2 separate regions of the Mus musculus genome follow, and region 1 is linked to region 2. Evidence: chromatin contacts called from public Micro-C data. All regions are on one chromosome and are shown on one strand. The core of a region is the stretch at or near the end of the contact, and the rest is flanking DNA. Distances in the headings are between cores, read along the strand shown. Region 1 overlaps Jmjd1c (jumonji domain containing 1C). Region 2 overlaps Reep3 (receptor accessory protein 3).

Evidence for each region. Hi-C and Micro-C count contacts between places; a contact is called where the count stands out from the background.
Region 1: a contact with region 2 is called in a Micro-C map of trophoblast stem cells, with 2.3 times the contacts expected there. The contact joins two enhancer-like sites. A contact is called at or near these places in 3 of 39 promoter capture datasets (hippocampal neurons and liver), 13 of 484 Hi-C or Micro-C datasets (the N1E-115 cell line, adipose-derived mesenchymal stem cells, cortical glia and 8 more), 11 of 115 datasets of contacts at active chromatin or transcription factors (the 230-238 cell line, astrocytes, embryonic stem cells and 6 more) and 3 of 9 other capture datasets (adipose tissue, liver and pancreatic islet).

Annotation. Positions count from the first base shown.
Region 1 is chr10:67,222,335-67,225,407 of GRCm38.p6, forward strand. It overlaps Jmjd1c (jumonji domain containing 1C), which reads left to right. Exons shown (of 26, transcript NM_207221.3): 9 at 1,675-1,847; 10 at 2,403-3,073. Among named protein-coding and RNA genes, the nearest start is that of Nrbf2, 61 kb to the right of the region's middle. Within about 2 kb of position 1,802, at least 33 of the 459 cell types and tissues checked have an H3K27ac peak or open chromatin away from gene starts, as enhancers often do. A contact at or near this core is called in adipose-derived mesenchymal stem cells and trophoblast stem cells, where this site is marked.
Region 2 is chr10:67,015,624-67,018,701 of GRCm38.p6, forward strand. The region is part of intron 6 of Reep3 (receptor accessory protein 3); the gene reads right to left. All of the region lies in intron 1 of Gm31763 (predicted gene, 31763), which reads left to right. Among named protein-coding and RNA genes, the nearest start is that of Gm31763, 12 kb to the left of the region's middle. Within about 2 kb of position 1,463, at least 46 of the 459 cell types and tissues checked have an H3K27ac peak or open chromatin away from gene starts, as enhancers often do. A contact at or near this core is called in adipose-derived mesenchymal stem cells and trophoblast stem cells, where this site is marked.

The sequences.
Region 1 (3,073 bases), core at 552-3,051, 210 kb after region 2:
ATTTCTGAGATAGGGTCTGGATTCTGTGTGCATCTTTGATTGTGTGCCATTGATCATGTGACTTGAAACTGAATGGAGTTTCTGGTTAAATGATACCAGAATGTAGAAGTTACTTAATGTAAGTGAAGCATACGGTCACTGAGCACAGTTTTCACCCATGTGCCCATTGCAGTCACTCTTCTGGGTCATGGATGTAGGTGGCACTGCACAAAGATAGGACAGGGGCACACGGAAGCCAAGAGTTGGTAAATGGAAAACCTTCTTCCATAATCTCCAGACTCTGAGCCGGGCAGTGGTGGTGCACGCCTTTAGCCTTTAATCCCAGCACTTAGGAGGCAGAAGGCAGACAGATTTCTGTGTTAGAGGCCAGCGTGGTCTACAGAGTGAGTTCCAGGACAGCCAGGGCTACACAGAGAAACCCTGTCTTGAAAAACCAAAAAAAAAAAAAAAGTTCCAAACTCTGCAAAAGAGATAGCAGATTGTTTATCAGACTTTAAAATGTTTTATTCTAGTTAGGTTTTTATTCACTTATATAAAGTTATAATACAAAGGTGTAAACTAAAGTAACATTTTAAGCAAAAAGATCCCGTAACTTCATGTTTGTAATCAGGGTGATCAGATAATATAAGCAGAAGCCACTAGATGAGGAAATGATTTTAAATGCTACTTCATAAGGAAAAAAAAATGTTTCATCATTGTCATTGAATCTTATGTAACTATGGCCTTCTGTCTATGTCATTTTATATTTAATGTTCTCTTGTACATCATTGTGCACTATTCCCTGGTGAGGTTTAGAACTGTAACTTACATTAAGCTATCTCTGTGGTGCGTGCTAACTACTCTTCATTGATGACATGAGTTAAAAGGTTTATTCCTTTTAGTCAAACTAAAGGTGGTTTGAATTTTCCTCCTGTGTGACTCATCCTAATGACAGATTTACAAAGTACACTCTTGAGTTATATTGGGTCACAGTATAGAAAACAGTTTTTAAACATGTAATTAGAGGTACGGGCTTTAACATGTATGCCACTGTCACCATATAAGTACTAGCTTACCAGACACAGCACACTCTTATGGAAAACATAACTTTGTCAATGCTTCCACGCCTCCCTCTCTAGTGGCCTAACGGGGCCTGGCTTACAGAGACAGTCGAACACATTTAGGCCTTAAATGAAGTGATCTGGGAGTTGTGCATATACTCTTACATTACAAAGTTAATTACCCTATGGGAAAAATTGACAGACAAACTTGATTATAATTTTTGCTTCTAGTGGAATAACATGTTAGGTCTAACATTCTGGTTTTGTTGTAAGCACTAATTCTGGTTTTAGGATCATAGGGAATCATAAAATTAGGTCCGTGGGCATTGTTTATACACTTCATATCTGCTTTTAGTGAAGAAATATTTTTAGAAGTTACTATTTTATGTTGATTTGTTTTAAGTTGAATGTAAAAAGACTGTATGATTAATGTTGGTTAAAAGTTGAATATTTCTCACCAGATTCATTTAAAAATACCAGGTTTTATAAATATACTATGGTCAGAAGTCTTGCTATGAAACTTGAGTGCTAGGATTAAGTACATGACAGTCTACCCAGCTCAACAATTTAGGTTTGTGTTTTTCTGTTGTGTTGGTAACTAAAATGTAGGTTTTTTTGGTTTTGTTTCTAATAGAATTCTCCCAGTCCTTGGCTACATCAACCCACTCCTGTGACCTCAGCGGATGGTATTGGATTACTTAGTCACATTCCTGTCAGACCTTCCAGTGCAGAGCCTCATCGACCTCACAAGATTACAGTGCATTCCAGTCCCCCACTGACAAAGACATTAGCAGATCACCACAAAGAGTAAGCTTACCAGTGTTTAACACTTAACACATGCCTTTGGCTTTCGTGGTTTTTTTTTTTTTTTTTTTGGTTTTTTTTTTTTTTTTTTTTGGTTTTTCGAGACAGGGTTTCTCTGTGTAGCCCTGGCTGTCCTGGAACTCACTCTGTAGATCAGGCTGGCCTCAAACTCAGAAATCCGCCTGCCTCTGCCTCCTAAGTGCTGGGATTAAAGGCATGCGCCACCACGCCCGGCTCATGATTTTCTCAATCCACTTTTTAAATAGTTTATTTAAAATTGGTGTCAAATCCAGACTGAAGATTCTTTTCTTTTCCTTGTGTTTTGCCTTGTTGAGTCAGTCTGCTATTGAACTCATTGCAATCCTCCTGCCTCAGCCTTCCAAGTAATGGCAATAATAGGTATAAGTCACTACATGTGGATATGTTCTTTTCACACTGGTATATCTTCCAATTTTAAATACTATCAAAACTGTTTGCTTTCATAACAGAATAACATTTCATAAAAATCATTTTGTATGGAAAAGTGATTACAGGAATCTTTGTGTATTTTCTTTGTAGAGAATTGGAGAGGAAAGCTTTTATGGAACCATTACGGTCTAATGCATCCACATCAGTAAAAGGTGACCTGGATCTTAATAGGTCACAGGCAGGAAAAGATTGTCACTTGCATAGGCATTTTGTGGGTCCAAGGCCACCCCAGGAGACTGGAGAGAGACTGAACAAATACAAGGAGGAACATCGTCGGATTCTTCAGGAGAGTATTGATGTGGCTCCATTTACAACCAAAATCAAGGGTCATGAGGTTGAAAGAGAGAATTACTCCAGAGTAGTACCATCATCTTCTAGTCCTAAAAGCCATGCTATCAAACAAGATAAAGACGTAGACCGCTCCGTGTCAGAGATTTATAAGATGAAGCACTCAGTGCCTCAGAGTTTGCCCCAGAGTAACTACTTCACTACTTTATCTAATAGTGTGGTCAATGAGCCACCAAGATCCTACCCATCCAAAGAAGTTTCCAACATTTACACTGAGAAACAAAATAATAACCTTTCTGCAACAGCCAATCCTCAAACTCATTCTTTTATATCATCTCTTTCGAAGCCTCCACCTTTGATTAAACACCAACCAGAAAGTGAAAGTTTAGTGGGCAAGATACCAGACCATCTTCCCCATCAGAGTGCATCTCACTCAGTAACAACGTTCAGAAGTGATTGTCGGAGCCCTACCC
Region 2 (3,078 bases), core at 213-2,712:
CAAAGGAAAACAGTAGAAAGCCTTAGAGGAACACACAGCCCATAGTCTGGTGTGATGCACACCCGTGGCATCAAGGACTCAGGAAGCAGGGAATGACTGATGTGTGTTTAAGGCTAGCCTGAGCTACAAGGTCAAACTCTGTGTCAAAACAACAAAACCAGGCCTGCCAAGGTGACTCGACCTGAGTTTGAGATGGCACGGGAAAAGGTAGAAGGAGAGGATGACTCCAAAGTTGTTCTTTGATCCCTAAGTGTACAAACACATAAAATAATAATATATAAGATTTAAAAAGCCAAACCGGGGGCTGGTGAGATGGCTCAGCAGGTAAGAGCACCCAACTGCTCTTCCGAAGGTCCTGAGTTCAAGTCCCAGCAACCACATGGTGGCTCACAACCATCCCTAATGAGATCTGACTCCCTCTTCTGGTGTGTCTGAAGACAGCTACAGTGTACTTACATATAATAAATAAATAAATCTTAAAAAAAAAAAAAAAAAAAAAAAAAAAAGCCAAACCAAGCCACGTGTGATGGTGGTACACACATTCTGGTCCCAGCTTGGGGAGGTAGAGGCAGGGGATCTCTGAGTTCGAGGCTAGCCTAGTCTACATAGTGAGTTCCAGGACAGTCAGGACTATACAGTAAAGCCTTGTCTTGGAAAAACAAAAACAAAACAATATGCTAAACGGAAACAACAATCAAGAACAAAGCCAAACAACACACAGACACACACAGAGAACACACACAGACACACACACATACATCAAAAACTAAACCAAACAACAATAACATTGAATCTCCTAAAAATTCCCAACGTGGCTAATACCCACAACTTGCTAAAAATTGAAAACAATAACAAGAAAACACACACAAACACACACACACCAGAGAAGAGGATTAGATTAGCTATTAGAGTTGTTAGCAACCCCCAAAGTGTGTTTTAGGCTGCCATTTGTGCCTTTGACTTTAATTAAGACCAAATATCCTCCCCCACTCATCCCATTGTTGGTCAACTTGGAATGACAGGGGAACCTGAGAAAGACCCAAAGACTTTAGAGTTGGGAAAGTGAGTTCACTGGGGCACTTACAGTGCTGATGAGGCCTGGGAGGTTTCAGCTGGAAGAAACCACAAGCCATAAGACAGATCTTAGAGGAGACACCCAGCACCAAGGTCAGCCAGGGACCACAGGGCCAGCTGACGGGCTGTTATGTGGACCCTTAATTACTTATGTCTGACCGCTATGCAAACATCCAGGAGGGCTGGCTACTGTAAGAGGTCTAGATGTACTCCAGGCTGGGAGTCAGGAGCAAGAGGACCCCACGGCTGAAGGTGAGAGCCTCAGACACCAGCTAGTCCTGTCGGGATGGATAACTAGTCAGTACCCTCACCCTTGCTGGGCTCCACCCTGAAGCTTGTGATTCACTGGCCCTGGGGTGGGGCCTAGATGTGCATCTCTAACAAGCCCTGTGGGACAATTAATGCTGAAACCAAAACCAGAGGCTGAGGGGGGAGGGGGAAGCCAGACAGGGGCCAGTCTGAGGCCATGGAGACCAGTGCAGCTACAAGGCCTGGAAAGGGGGTGGGGGTGGTTAAATCCCTTTCTAATAAAGATAAGGAACAGAAGATAAGGGTCCAGGAGGAAGCAGAGATGGATTTTTTTTCTGTCAAGAAAATGACGTGGGGTAAATGTCACTAGTCAGCTCTCCTGGGACACAAATAATCTGAGACTTACAATACAAACCATGAACAGTTGCTAATATGCTTTTTACTCTCATAATAACATAAATGACTTTAATTGTATATCAGGCAAGTACAATTTTAGACCTGCCAAGCATCTAGGCTAGAAGTCAGGAAGGATTTGGAAGCAGGACCAGGCATTATTTTGGCTGGAATCCCTTGTTTTCCTCCAGCAGTTAGAGACAGTGCATCCTACGGAGAAGCAAGCCTGAATGTGGAAGGCAGCAGAGGCAGATGGGAGGAAGTTCAGGGACGCCAGGGAGATGGTTAGATGAAGCCATATTCTCTATGAGAAGTGTCAGCATGTATGTGAATGGGTTTATTTTATTTTAAAAAGATTACTATTATTACTACTTTATTCATTTATTGGTTTTTCAAGACAGGGTTTCTCTGGGTAGCCCTGGCTGTCCTGGAACTCACTCTGTAGACATCTGCCTGCCCCTGCCTCCCAAGCACTGTGACGTGACTAAAGGTGTGAGTTGTCCACTACTACCAGGCTTTTAAAGATTAATTTAAATTTACTTTGTGTGTGTGTGTGTGTGTGTGTGTGTGTCTGTGTCTGTGTGGGCATCTGCATGTAAGTGCAGGTGCCCACAGAAGCCAGAGGAGGGAGTAGGAGTTATAGAAGGCTATGAGTTGAGCAACCTGTGTGTTGGGAAAGAAACTGGAGCCCTCGGGGAGAGCAGTATTTGCTCTTAACCATGAACTCATCCTTCCAGTTCTATCTGTCCCCACGTTTAAAAAAAGTTACATTTCTCTAAGGGTATGCATGCATGGTCATGTCGGGCTACATGTGATCTTCAAGGCACACTGCAAGAGGTAGTTCTTCCTTTCTACCACGTAACTAAGACTTCATGCTTGGTGCCAAGGTCCTCTGCTCCTTGTTGACAGTCCCCAGACAACTCTATGTCACAGAAAGCAGGCTTTTATGTAGTTTAAATTTTTCTTTTTTTTTTAACTGCCAAGTATTTATTTAAAAATTATTCTTGTATAATGAGAAAAACTATCAGAAAAAAATTTAGAGGTTGCCATTTCTAGTTTCCCATTGTATTATTTTTTTTTAAATTAGGTATTTTCTTATTTTACATTTCAAATGCTATCCCAAAAGTCCCCCATACCCTCCCCCCTTATTTAGTTTTTCAAAATAAGAGTATTGTGTTATTTCCGATTGAATAGCAAATCAAAACTAAACAAACAATAATACCACCCCAACCAAACAATACACACACACACACACACACAAACAAAGCAACTTAATCCTTACCACTGTCTACTGCACTTCTACAACACAAGCTCAAAACAGGCACTGATTTATAGTGTCTGATTTTTCCCCCCTTAGGATCT